2 separate regions of the Hordeum vulgare genome follow, and region 1 is linked to region 2. A link is a contact called in public HiChIP or PLAC-seq data. All regions are on one chromosome and are shown on one strand. Each heading gives the region's core, a stretch centred on a gene start, on an enhancer-like site or on the middle of the called end of the contact. The rest is flanking DNA. Distances are from core to core; before and after follow the strand shown. Region 1 holds the start of LOC123452600 (MD-2-related lipid-recognition protein ROSY1-like). Region 2 holds the start of LOC123397204 (protein IQ-DOMAIN 5-like).

Region 1 (6,627 bases), core at 2,592-5,091, 270 kb after region 2:
GTTGGCCTCAATCTCGATAGGAGATGTTGTTAGAACATTGTGCCCTCATGTTTGGTTTTGTTAACTGATAAAAAATCTCTATGGACTAATGTTTTCCTTGAGTTATATGCGAAGGATTTGTCCATATGCATTTCTTGAATTTCATTTGTTGTTTTCAAGAAGTTTATATGATGATCAAGGTGGTATTCAAGGATTTATCCAAAGATTGATCATGTGAGAGTTTAGCTTATTGCAAGCATGTCTTAAAGAAGAAGATTGTGTGAACATTCATGCTTACCTTCAAGACATCACCTATGTAAAGAGAGAAGATAACATGCAAGGTTGATAAAGACTATGGCAAAGAGCGATTCAAGTTGATCAACACACACAGCGTAGAAGATGTACCAAGTGGTATCAAGTGATCTCATGGTATGGTAAGTATTGTCCATTACACTTTGTATACTAACCATGATCTTTGTGAGTGTTACTTGTGGGATTAGGTATGTTTCAATGGGCATGCATCAAAAGAAAGATCACGTACAAGCCATGGTGGATGACATCAAGTGGTGATAGTCATCAAGGTTGGGGTGTGCAAGTTAAAGTGAAGCATCACAAAGATACCACTTGCTTGTAGCTTGTCATCCATTAGGTGATAATGGACATGTCAAGATGTGTCGAGGAGAGGCTCATCCATAGTGGAGTATCGGGAAAAATTTACTAGTCTTCATCGAGTCGGCGCAATAAAAAAAGGTGGTCCATCTTGAGGAGGACAAGATCGTCATCATCTAGCCCAAGTGGACTATGCGCAAGGTAAATGTTTGCCCTTGATAGATTTCCTATTTTACCGGTCTCACGGTGTTAGTTGGGAGACCAGGTTATGGGATCGATTGCCGTACTATCAATAGTTGCAGCATGACTAATGTCATTTGAATATGGACCAACAATAGTTGCAGCATGACTAATGTCATTTGAATATGGACCAAAGCGGCTTTGCGAGGGCGAGTCACTTGCATCATCGTCGTAGAGGAACTTCTTGCAGTTGTCGACTTAAGACTCGAATCTCGTAAGATAGCACATCGTTGTTATTCTGTTTGACAAGATTTTGTAAATGTCAAATTTAACTAGTTGAGAGTGCAACGGGTATGGTTTGATCAGGCCAAGAAAAATCCTATACGGCAGCATTGACAAAAAAAAGAGATCATTTGTATGCACATGTGACTAAATTAACACAGAACAAAGTTGGCTTGTCATAATTCATGAAAGGTGTTAAAACCAATTCGTTATACAACCATGATTCCCTCGCAAGATACACGTGGAATCTCAATTTGTAGTAACAAACAACTTGATTTTATTGTCGTGTATTCTTCGGATGAGCTGTAATGCCTTTTTACCTACACTTTTCCAAACACTTTTGCTCTTATTTTGAGGTCTAATTTGCATGATTTGAATGAAACTAATCCGTACTAAAGTTGCTTTGAGCAGAATTTCCATAGTTTTGTTGTTGTGCCGAAATAAAAAATCTTGGAATTGAATGAGTATTTTTGAAAATATACTTGGAATATAAAAATATGGAAACCAAAAAATATTGAAGGTGGGCCACCAAGGAGTCACATGGACAGGTGGTGCCGCGCCATGTGTTTGTGTGCCCCCCGATCACCTAATCTGGGTCTGTTTCTAACTCCATTATAATTTAAATAACACAATGATATTCATTTAAGTATTTATTTTTATCCACATGACATCTATCACAAAAAACAAGCAACACAATCTTGATGAATTTATTCAACATAGCAACTATTCCCTCTATTTGACAATAAAAGTAGTTTAGGATATTGTTATGGTCTTCGACATAGCACTTTAACCATAATTTTTCAAAAATACATATTGTTTAAATAATCACAATAAAATATATATTTCAGGATCAATCTACTAATATTATGGATAAAAGGAACCAAAATACAACTATGTAATATAGAAAAACAAATCAAGATCAAATCATGGGCTTATTACAATTTGAAGGTGACTAACGTGGAATGCACTTGCATCTCCCAGCACAAGTCAAGACAAAACTAGTATGGTTAACATATGTTCTAACTATTGTAATATTATTCTACACCCAACGCATGGCTTCAAATTAAACTTCAGATAGCTACATAAGAATCATGGGATATACAAAATGGTGTTAACCACAATCTCGTATACATCATAACTCCACAACTCAAGTTGAATCTGATTGAGAAAAAATCTTTAAAAAGTGACAACCTTTCTAAAAAGTATTAATTTGAAACTACCATAAGGCTATGGACATTTTAAGAGATGGTAAAAATATGATTTTATTTTTACCTCATTGCATTGAACTTTTAAACCACATATTTTTGTAGGGTGTAGAAACACAGATTTTTGTCTGTTTTGACTCTTTGAGCATGTTGAAAAACAACAAGCTTGTAAAAAAATCTTTAAAAAGTGTCAATCTTTCTGAAAAGTATGAATTCGAAACTACCATAAGGCCATGGCTCTTTTAAGAGATGGTAAAAACATGATTTTATTTTTACCTCATTGCATCGAACTTTTAAACCACAGATTTTTGTCCATTTTGAGCATGTCAAAAAACAGACAGGCTTGTAAAATAATCTTTAAAAAGTGGCAATCTTTCTACAAAGTATGAATTTGAAACTACCATATAGCCATGGATCTTTTAAGAGATGGTATAAACATGATTTTATTTTTACCTCGTTACATCGAACTTTTTATCCACAAATTTTTGTCCGTTTTGAGCATGTGAACAAACAGACGGGATTGTAAAAAAATCTTTAAAAGGTGAAAATCTTTCTAAAAAGTATGAATTTGAAACTACCATAAGACTATGAATCTTTTAAGAGATGGTAAAAACATGATTCTATTTTTACCTCACTGCAGCAAACTTTGAAACCACGTATTTTTGTCGGGTAAAACACACATATTTTTGTCTCTTTTGAGCATGTCGAAAAACTGACAGGCTTGTAAAAAAGATATTTAAAAAGTGATAATCTTTCTAAAAAGTATGAACTCGAAACTACCATAAGGCTATGGATCTTTTAAGAGATGGTAAAAAAATGATATTATTTTTACCTCAGTGCATCGAACTTCTAAACCACAGATTTTTGTCGGGTAAAACATACATTTTTTTTTCTGTTTTGAGCATGTCAAAAAAAAAGACAGGCTTGTAAAAGTCAACTGAAGGCCTCCACCCGGTCAAACCGAATCCCAACCAATTTGCACGCAAGAACAATGTCAAGGCCCAATCAGGCCTACACACACACGGCAAACCATATTTAACACCACAGACGTCGGTTACAGGTAAAATTGCTAACGAGTGCCTGCTGTGGGTCGGTCCGTATAAAGATCCTTAATGAACTTTTTTTAGCCTGTGAACTGTTTTAGCACGTGAACTTTTTTGAAATAGGAGAACTTTTTAAAAAAATTGATGTTTTAAAAAATGGTAATTTTTTCTGAAAATCGATGAACCTAATTTAAAATTTATGAACTTTTTTCAAAATCAGTGAGCTGTTTTTGAAAAATGATGAATTTTTTTTTTAAATCGGTGATTTTTTTTCGAATTCTGTGAATTTTTTGAAAATTCATGAACATATTTCAAAAGTAGTTGAAAAAAAAAATCATGATCATTGGAACTTTTTGGAAATCTGTACTTTTTCAATTTTTTAATGATCAACGCATTTTTACATTGATCGGTTCATGAGAAGGAGCGCTGCAAGCGCCGGTTCCCCGGAGCGGCGTTGAAGGCGCCGAATAGGAGTCCCCACGCACACTGCTGCCAACAACTCTCTCCTTGAATTGACCGGGCCCACTTCCTCAGCGACACGACTCGCGTCCACCTGCCTCTCTGCCTGCCTGCCTGCCTGCCGGTCTAGTCACGCCACACCACAGAGCTTTGCCTCCGCAGCGATGGCGACCAACCGCCGCCTCCGCGACCTGCTCCTCCTCGCCGCGGCGCTCCTGATCTCCGCCTCCTGCGCCGCCGCCGCCGACTTCGAGTACTGCAGTGAGCGCTCCGAACTCTCCTACCGCCGCCAAACCATCCCCGTTTTGACTTTTGAGATTCCGCGGATTGTGTGTGCGATGCGAGCTTCTGTTGGTGTTTGGTTCCGCAGATAAGGGCCGCCACTATCCGGTGAAGGTGAGCGGCGTGGAGATCTCCCCCGACCCCGTCGTGCGCGGCAAGCCCGCCACCTTCAAGATCTCCGCCTCCACGGGTAAGATTTCGTCGAATAGCCTGAACTCCTTGCGATTGGGCTGCTGAATTGCGACGCCGTGTGCTCATGACTGCTGTCGAGTAACTTGAATCTAGCTTGTTAGTAGAGTACTCCTTGTTATTGACTTGTTGCTGGTAGCAGCCTACTCCAGAAGTTAGATCGGTGGCTCCGTGTGTATGCAGTAGTCAACTCCTATCAAATCGATGCACTTTTGCTTTGCTTTTGAGGTATCAACTTTTTAGAGGAATCAAATTACTGCCCTGCTGAAGGTTTCGCAGGCGCTATCCATGTACTGTTATATGTGAATTAGTCATGTGCGCCGTCACATTTCAATTTTTCAACCATGAACTGGAGTTTGTGAAGGACCTACTGTGGCGTGTGACAGTGTTAGAAACTGTCTTTAGGTGTTTCTGCAAGACTGCTTTGGAGTTTGGACAAGGCAGCTGGTACTGTCATTCTATTTGCACCTGGATGTTTGGATTGTGGAGCGTCCAATATTTGTTGGCCGCAAATTCCAGTAATGTGTGCATGCTTATCGGCCTTACTTCCATCACTTCCCTCTGTTTGTCTATGCTTGTATTTGAGTTTGTCTATGCTTGTATTTGATAGCCAAGAGATGAAAGAAATGTGAGTTCTAACATGTAGTTCCTGCAAAACACTTTACAGATTCCACTTCATAGTTAGTACCATGCTCGCTATGGCTTAAATATTGAAATTATTAGGATTTCTGCTGAACTGTGGATTCTGTTTGTCTGCTGGATCTTCTTAGTAGTAGTACATTTTGAATCTGCTACTAGTATCTGCACACACACACAAGCATCAAGCATGGGCACACGCAGTCTACAATATTTCACTTCTTATGAGTATTTTTCTATAACTAGAATGCTTTTTCTAGCTGATTCCTTCCTCAGAATCCCCCTAATACATTGTTACTACTGTTTACACCTGACAGATAAAACCATCACCAAAGGGAAGCTGGTGGTAGATGTGTGGTACTTCTTCTTCCACGTCGATTCAGAAACTCATGACTTCTGTGCTGGGACTCCCTGTCCCGCAACCGGCGAATTCGTGCTAACCAGCGAACAGACTCTGCCATCTTTCACCCCACCAGTAAGCATACTCGCAGTGTACATTCAGTTTTGGTGCTGAACCTGTCAATATATTCTCTTGTAGTGCTGAGACGGACTAAGTAGGTTGATGTAAGTAATATCACATCCAGACATCCTGACGTTTTGTGCTGTTGTGATGTGCTTCAGGGCTCTTACAGTCTCCAGATGAAGCTGCTGGGGGACAAGAAAGAGGAACTGACCTGCATCTCCTTCGGCTTCAACATCGGGTTCATCGCGCCTGTCGCCACTATCTGAACCAAATATGTGCCGCGGACCAAACACGCCCTTGGTTGCAGTTGCAAAGAGCACACCACGTTTGTATGTATGTACCTGCAGAACTATGTGAACTCTGAATCACCCCGAGTGAGAGAGCATGTGTTGGACTGAGCCTTTTTATTCAGATTTGCTGCCGGTGCCAGTTTCCTGAGTGTCGAATGTCGGTTGTGCGTGTTTATACTTGTGTGGTTGGATTCGGCGGTTGCGTTCGACGAATCATGGGCGTTTTGGATGATTGTTAGTTGGGGCCGCTGCGGCATTCATCCTGTGATGGCCCGACAGGGGCGTCCATCCGTGGAGGACCTGTCCTGGGTTGCTGCTAGCGCGCTGTCCACCCAGGCAGCAGCACTGTCAAGAGGAGAAGATAGGGCCGCACTGTCAAGCACCTAAATGCTTTGTCCATTGTACTTTTATGAAAGCTCCTTTTTGTCTTGCTTTGATGGTTTTGTTATCTCTGGTGACTCAGCGATTAGTTATAATACGTGCAAATACATGTTAAGCATGTGTCCCTACTACGGCATCAGCGCTCGTATGCGACAAGAAAGGGTGTGACGTCGGCTCTGCTGTCGTCCTCGTATGTAGGTAAATACCTGTGCGTTCTAACGGAACAATAAATATAGTCTAATTTAAAATTTCACAACGAAAAAAGAGTTATTATTACTAGTAAAAGGGCTCATGCGTTGTAACGACAGAAAAAAAGACCACACGTTTTTAATCTTTTTATAATCATTTTGATTTATTAAAATAATAAGCTAACTAACTAATGTAGTCAGTCCTATCCTATTTTGTTGAGAAATCAACTCGTTCATTGTTAATTCCACCATGATGAGAAATTGAGCGGGACAAGCAAAGCAAAACAAAGAGGCTACGTGAATTGATCAGTGGACTATTATCTTATTTCACTCATGGTGTAGAGAATGTGGGATCAGAAGACAAACTGAAGGTGGTGTTCCATTCTCTATCTCTACAACAATATAATCTTACATTCAATACATTTATTCATCAGCAAACAA
Region 2 (7,119 bases), core at 3,395-5,894:
GAAGGCGGCCGGCGCCCGCCTCGGCGTCGCCGTCGTCGTTGCCGCCATGGAGACAGTTGTTTCGGGCGCCTCGCTGCTGCCTCGGGCGCGACGGAAGTCGTCGATGGATGACGGTTTCGCTACGGTTTCACGCAAGGAAACAAAACAAAACAAAACGAAACGCGTCGCGTCGGGTGGGGGCAAGGAATAAAGGGTAGAATGAGCTGGCTTTCTTGCTGGGCCGAAGCCCATTTGGTCTGATGGGCTGTATAATGAAGATATCCATCCAGTCTGCTAAACTCGGCCTCCAGACACCATGGCCCAGCAACTCAGCAAGGTTATTAAAAAGAAAAACTCAGCAAGGTACAGACTACAGAGCACACACCAGTGAAAAACACAGGGTTACCATAAAGTTTCAGATTTTTTTTTATTGTACACAAAAATAGAACCAGAAATTGCTAGTCCATACTGGCTCTTAGCTACAAATACAGCAGTACCACAGCACAAGCTATGGCAACCTCCAGGTGTAGTGTAGAGGCACCAGCTGACCTGCACATACATATCCAAACACTAGCTAGATCTTATCTCATGAGATGAGATGAGCATTTGACTGCATACCTATAAGGCCAAGAAATAAATGCACAATGCTCCAATGGACCTCCCGAGTCTAAGGCCGGCAATGCATCGGAGTGCCAAAGCGCAGCCATGGCCGGCAGCTTGCTGGCTTCGAACCTTGACGGTCCTTTGGATGGCTTTTCAGGTCTGCAGCGCAACTCTCTTGAGCAACAGATCAGCAGAACCGGCACGGCGGTGCTTTCCTTCCGGAACTGGGGAGTTTTCGGTAGCCTTGGGGGATCGGTTCACCGCTGCCGTGGTTTTGTTCGTCATGCGTTTGCCAGCTTCTATGCCTGCACATTTTCAATAGCATGTCAGTCTACCTGGAAGCTTTAAACAGCCGTATAAACTGAGACACAAGGTGGAAATGGAAATAAACAGCTTGTAGTATGGAGATTACAATTTCTGAACTGCTGAGTCGTTATAGCGCACACACATGAGAAGCTTGTGCTAGACAAGGCCATTTACCAGAAAAAAAAACCGATGCCTTTCTCGAAGAAGAAGAAAAGTTACTGAAAACCAGCAGAAAATCACTAAATATAACCGAGCAAGGTTCAGACTTACCAGTGCCAGGCAAGGAGAACCTCTTGTTGGCCCGAGGCTGTAACTGCCCAGGCCTCTCCTTAGGATTACTACTGCTTCGGGCACCAAGCCCCGAAGGACGAGACGAGACTTCATCAGAACCTTCTTTAGATGGCAGCTTCCGTTTTGGTTTAGCCGATGCCGAACCAGCAGACGGGTTCGACAAGGAGCCACCACCCTCTGAGTTCGACGGACGGGCCTTCTGGTTCAACACATTTGAATGAAGAGCTGAAACCTGCTTTTTCACTGGTTTCCTGTATGGGGCCTTGGTTGGATTTCCCTCAGCATGTTGCGCTGCGGTATCAATGGCAATTCCATCTGCTGCGTACATGCCCAGGAACCGACTCTCCCACGGGCGGACGGCCATCCATCTCTCCAGCCAATTCCAGCTCCAGTTGTTCCTGTCTAGTTCAGAAGCTGTAATGGTTGCATGTTGCCTTGAACCTGCTTGCCACTGCAAAAGGAGAGAAAAAAGATCAGATGGGACACTAAAGGAAGCACTGATGCTTTCCCTTCTTCTTTTCAAGTAGCGGTCTCATATTACCTACACGGTACAACTACAGATAAAAGCTAATCAAGAGGAGCAGAATAGCAAGGAAAACATGATGACCAAAATTATATAGCTCGCTTGGAGGGAAGGTTAACTTCAATGTTATTCATGAAAGCAACACTTGGAATGCAGCAACAACAAACATACTAGACGGCAGTGCAGCAAAATACACAAAAACAGCGAGCATGAGGCTCCCCATATTACGCTGAATATCCAGAAGCTACAGTTAGGTTCAGGGCAATATGTTTGGTGCAATATATAGCATTCACCAAATCCGCGGTTCAAGCATCATGTTGTTACCACTTACCAGTATCAATATTGAGTAATCCTCGCGTAAAACGTATGATAAAGTTACCTGGTGAGAAAGGGCATAGGCCATGGCCCGCTCACGCTTGGCTGCTGCTTCCTGCCTCTTCAACAGTTTTGCTTGGATGTCTTCCACAGACCCTATACTATCGCACCACCCATCCTGCATTTTCAGTAAGGTGGTAATGGAAGTTAACTACCTGAGCCAAATAACTGCACCTGCACTACAATTTATCCTCTTTTAAAAATACAAACTGTAATACTGATGGGGAACTTCTGAGTTATGAACGGATGCCAACAAGGCAAGCAGCATAACGAAAATATTAATATAGAAGATTATAACCAAAAACCCTGCAAACTGGTGTGCAGCTTACCTCAATTTCTCGAACATGTGCCTCGTCTGTTTGCTCTTCTTCATTATTTTGTTGGTCATCCATCTGATTTTCCAGGGCCACACGAACTCGCCTTGCTCTAACACGGGCTTGTACCCTGACCAAAGCTTGCATACACCGGAGTGTTATAGCAGCTTGCTTTCTCACTATATGACCCCTTACAAGGGCCTGAAGCCTAACCAGTCCTTTTAAAGCTCGGCGGGCTCGCCTAGCCTGAAGAGGAATGAAGTTAAACTTAGTGTAGTACTAGTGCCCTATAAGAAAATAGATATTTAGAGCAATCTTGGCAGATTCCTGAATTTCATTCCAGCATCTCTTTGTTTACAAGATGAACCTGTCGGTAAGATATTATGCTTTGCACTAATACTTCAACTTGCCAGCCATATGAAGTATGAACATATGGTTCGTCAAACATTGTTGCACAGTACCAAAGTGTATCACATCGACCTATATACATAACACTTCCATGAATTAAAAGTTTTACTTTTATACACCAGTTAAGACGGTGCTTTTGTTTACCAACTATAAGCATGAGACCAAATATCAAATATACAAACTTGAGGACCATGTATCAGGATTATTCAGTTGTAGTTTTTTCTTACTTCTACTGAAACTGCATAGCCATTACATAAAGCTAACCACTCTCTATCTTATACCATAGTGACTGCACAAGGTCCTGTTTTAAATAGACGTTTTACACATAGCAACCCCCCTAATATAACCCTACACATTGAGATGAAAGTGCAGGTTTGCTTGGAACATGGAGCTTTTAGAATGTTCAAAATGTATAAAAAGCACACACTGGACAATGGCAAAATCTACAGAGAAAAAGGTGAATACCAGGAGGGCTCTGTACGCAGTCTGAATAATAGTGGCAGCCCAGATCTCTTTGAGTTCCTCTTCTGTTTGAGGCAGTGCCACGCTAAGCGTATTGAAACCAGGCCCTGAGCATGAAGGTGTGCTGCAATCGTCTTCTGACAGAACATTTCCATCAGGGAACTCTTCTGGTCCGACAAGGCCACCGTGATCCTGGGAATGCTGGCCCTGGCAGTGGAACTGATCGACGACATCCCTCTTCTGCAATTTCCCCAGTTCAGAATGTGTAAGCAAACAAGGGAATTCTCATACCACATCAGCAAAGGAACATGTGGCAGCAGAAACATGGCCTCCTCATATGTTTATCTTCAGAGATGGTGTAAAGATACTATTCCCTCCGTTCACCTTTACAAGTCGTTTCAGACAACTGAAATAGAGCTGTTTTGCACGCTGTCTGAAGTATCTGCAACGCCTTATAAAAGCGAACAGAGGGAGTACTACTAATATCCATTGATGTTCCAAATTTATAGTTATTGTGCTTACATAGCAACAGATCAGTTGAGTTTTTTTTGTGTGTGACTAATTTCAGTCCTCAAAATTTAACCTTGTCAGTGGTGCAGAGCCAAAGGATGGCTCGGATAATATAACCCAGATCTGCAACAAGCAAACAACTACAACTTGCAAAAGCAATGCATACAAGAAGTACCAACTGCTACCTATATTAGTAGATTTAGTGTAGAATAAGAATGAATTCTCACGGTATGATAAAAAAAAAAGCACTGGGCAAAATATTGCTATGATCCTTCGACATCCAAGCAGAATAAGGTAATAAGTTGACCAAATGGAATTAATGAACCCAGAGGTGAGAAGCAAAGGAGAGGCGGAATCGCAGGTAGGTAGAGGTAGTGCCCCGTACTGTTGGGCCGGCGTCGCCATCCTCCTTGCGGCGCTGCTGCTGCTGCTGCCTCTCCGCCTTCCTCAGCCCAACCAACGACTTGAGCCACCTCATCCCGCCGCCGCGTCACCTCACCTCACCTCGCCGCCACTGCAACCACCTCGAGTCGCAGATAAGTGTCGTCAGCACGAGGGCAATCTCAGAGAAGAGGACTAGAAAAGTCAAAAATCACCATGGAAAGTGAGTTACCAGATCACGGGCACCTGTGACGCCGGTGGAACCGGGGCCGGGCACCGCCGCCGCACCGCGAGATTGGGAGGCGAAGGTGGCGAGGGAGGGGGGCAAGGGAGGGCGTGGGCTGGAAGCGTCACCAGTGCCCAGTGCAGTGGCGCTGCTCCCCTGCCTGCCTGCTACTGGCACTCACCACGCGGCCATTACTGCCGCTCCTGTGTGCCGGTGCGAATTATTGCTGGCTCGCTCGCTCGGTCAGTCGCTGCCTGTGTGGCAGCCGCAGGGAGGAGGAGGCCCAGAATTATATAGCCAGGAAAATCACACTGTACTACTAGTCTACTACCACTCTTTGCAATAAACAAGCAAACAAAGAGAGAAAGGAAGAAAAGCGCGGCGCTTTCCTCAGGTTTTGCTTTCTGCACCCGCTTGTCGGAATCAAAAGCCCTTTCTTGTTGCTCCCTTCCGAGATGATTTATTTTCTTACCGCAGGGTGTCGTTTCTTTTTTTGCCTGCTTCTCTTGCAGGCAAAAGATTCTTTGATTAGCCTTAGGACAAGGTGATGCTGCTGCTGCTGCTGCTGCTGGGTTTAGAGTTATCATAGTTTAGCAATGCCGTGCGCTCCCCAGAGTGAAAGCTGTGTTGTTTTTTTCACCCTGTGCTGCGGATTTTGTTGGATTTTGGTCAGTGGCTTTGTTCGAGACTGTGGACTGATTGATCACGTGCTTTGTGGCACTAAGATTTCAGGGCCGGTGTGATTCCCTTTTAATGTATACATAAATTCGTTGAGATACGCATCTAGTGTAGCTTAATCTAGATTGACATTGCCATCTGTTCGGTCCTCAACAACATTTGGTGATTACATTTGGTTAAGGATATATGCCCAAGAGACGGCGTTAGGCGCACTGAAGAAAATACAGGTTTTCTCTGTTTACCGTCTGTATTTCAACTCGGCAGAAATCTTGGATGCGTCACTACGAGAAAGCTAGCACGGAGATCCTCAAAGTGATAAACGTCGGAGGACTTTGGTACTGGAGGAGTACAGCAGTGTGTGTGGGGGTGGCAATTGCTTTGTCAGAACTGAGTTTTTATGAGACATGTAACTTTAAGAACCGCTACTCACACTTGCTTGGTCAGTCGCTCGATGCTAGTGGCACGCTGGATTCTGCTGCGTATATTCATTTTCTGGCGTTACTTAGACAGTAAAAAAATTTAAAAATAAATAAAGAAGGAATACCTGGCATTATTTCTTCTGTTTTTAAATTTTTGTTGGTTGAAAAACCTAGATTAGTTCTCCCAACAACAAATATTAGATGCAGAGGAAGTATTAAACAAAGCATCCATTCCCAGTGTAAAGCTGATTAACTGTGAGGGAAAAGCCTTTATCATTGGGCGGTACATCAATGGGACACGTTATGTCCTGCGTCATGCCAACCGACCAAGGTCAAATTTTAACTGTCGCCTGCTGCTACCTTTGCTTCCTGTTTAGGGCTCTTTGATTCGAAGAAATTCTGAAAGGTAAAATCCAAAATAAAATAAACAAAAGATATTTCAAAAAATTGTGAATTTTTTTAGGTGAAAACATTGACAAAAGTTCTCAGTGTTTGCATTACCGAAAAATGACATTAATAGAATCGTGAAAAAAACACTGATCCAAAACGTTGCCAAAAATAACACTTTTAAAGCATCATTTTTGCTTTTTTGCTACGACTTTCATAAATGTTATTTTGTGATGAAATTTTTTGAGCACTGAGAACATTAATCAATGTTGCATAAAATATAGGAATCTTTAAGAAAAAATCCATTGTTTTTGGAAGGTACTGTTCATTCGAGCTCATTTGAGTTCGGGCTCAAAAGCAGCACGTCCTATGCATACACGTTTGGTAGCCTATATCTTTTTTGCCTCTTTGCTTCTGTGACTCAACTGGAATAATCTGATCAAATCCAGGCATAAAACAGAGATGTGTACCTGGTTTAATAACATGCATTACGGACGTGTTTGGTTCTTCGCATTAGGTCGGGCTAGGCCCGCACGGAAAGAATATGACCCGTTTAGTTGTGTGGGTCGCATCCAATTCATGGCCTGCACGAACCTCAAAGCAGGCGTGGGCCTCGCTATGGAGGAACGGCCGAATCAGCCTTTTTTGCGAGCCAAGCTCGCTTGAGCACGCACGGCGAGCGCCTGCAAGCCTTGGAACGCGAGGGAGACAAAGCGACTCCTCATAACTCCCCACGCCCTCTCCCATCACCTCCCTCGCAAGTTCACACCAATCCCTCTCTCTCACCTCACCGCCCGTTCGGTTTCTCCGATGGCCACGCCACAGTCTAGCCACGCCCCACCCACCCCGGTCATCACCGACAACAATCCCATCCAAGAGAGGTGGGTTGCCGGCCTCTCTATGGCCGTTGTAGGTCTGGCGCCGGCATTGCAAGCTCCCTCCTATTTCTACACCATGTCGCCGCCCCGGGCCAATGCAGCGTCGGCGCCGGTTGCTCCGTCTCCTCCACCGGAGCCGGTGGTCCTCTCCATCGGTTCGAACATCGGAGGGATCCAATACCCGCCGGCATCATCCTTTGCAGGCCCCTCTTATGAGGGTATTTTACCCCCGTATGAGGGTTTTCTCCTCTGCGTCTGGCGCAAGGGGAGGGGAGCTCCAGGACGCCGGTGTCATCTTCGAGCCGGCGCTGGACGAGGTCCACGGCCGCAACCCTCGGAATGGTCGGGTCCTCTTCATCAGTGGCGTCAGCACCCCTCT

The links. HiChIP or PLAC-seq counts read pairs in DNA pulled down with a chosen protein or histone mark.
Region 1: an H3K4me3 HiChIP or PLAC-seq map of embryo shows a contact between it and region 2, with 4 times the contacts expected there. The contact joins the promoter of LOC123452600 here to the promoter of LOC123397204 in region 2. A contact is called at or near these places in 2 of 6 Hi-C or Micro-C datasets (leaf and seedling) and 1 of 1 datasets of contacts at active chromatin or transcription factors (embryo).

The regions. Positions count from the first base shown.
Region 1 is chr5H:542,873,293-542,879,919 of MorexV3_pseudomolecules_assembly, forward strand. LOC123452600 (MD-2-related lipid-recognition protein ROSY1-like) reads left to right here and starts at 3,842. Exons shown (of 4, transcript XM_045129279.1): 1 at 3,842-4,018; 2 at 4,128-4,229; 3 at 5,182-5,339; 4 at 5,486-5,765. The coding sequence starts at 3,922. The coding sequence ends at 5,593.
Region 2 is chr5H:542,600,322-542,607,440 of MorexV3_pseudomolecules_assembly, forward strand. It overlaps LOC123397204 (protein IQ-DOMAIN 5-like), which reads right to left and starts at 4,645. Exons shown (of 11, transcript XM_045091844.1): 1 at 4,385-4,645; 2 at 4,157-4,295; 3 at 3,265-3,501; 4 at 2,407-2,637; 5 at 2,082-2,195; 6 at 1,159-1,630; 7 at 751-887; 8 at 386-528; 9 at 1-244. The coding sequence starts at 4,249.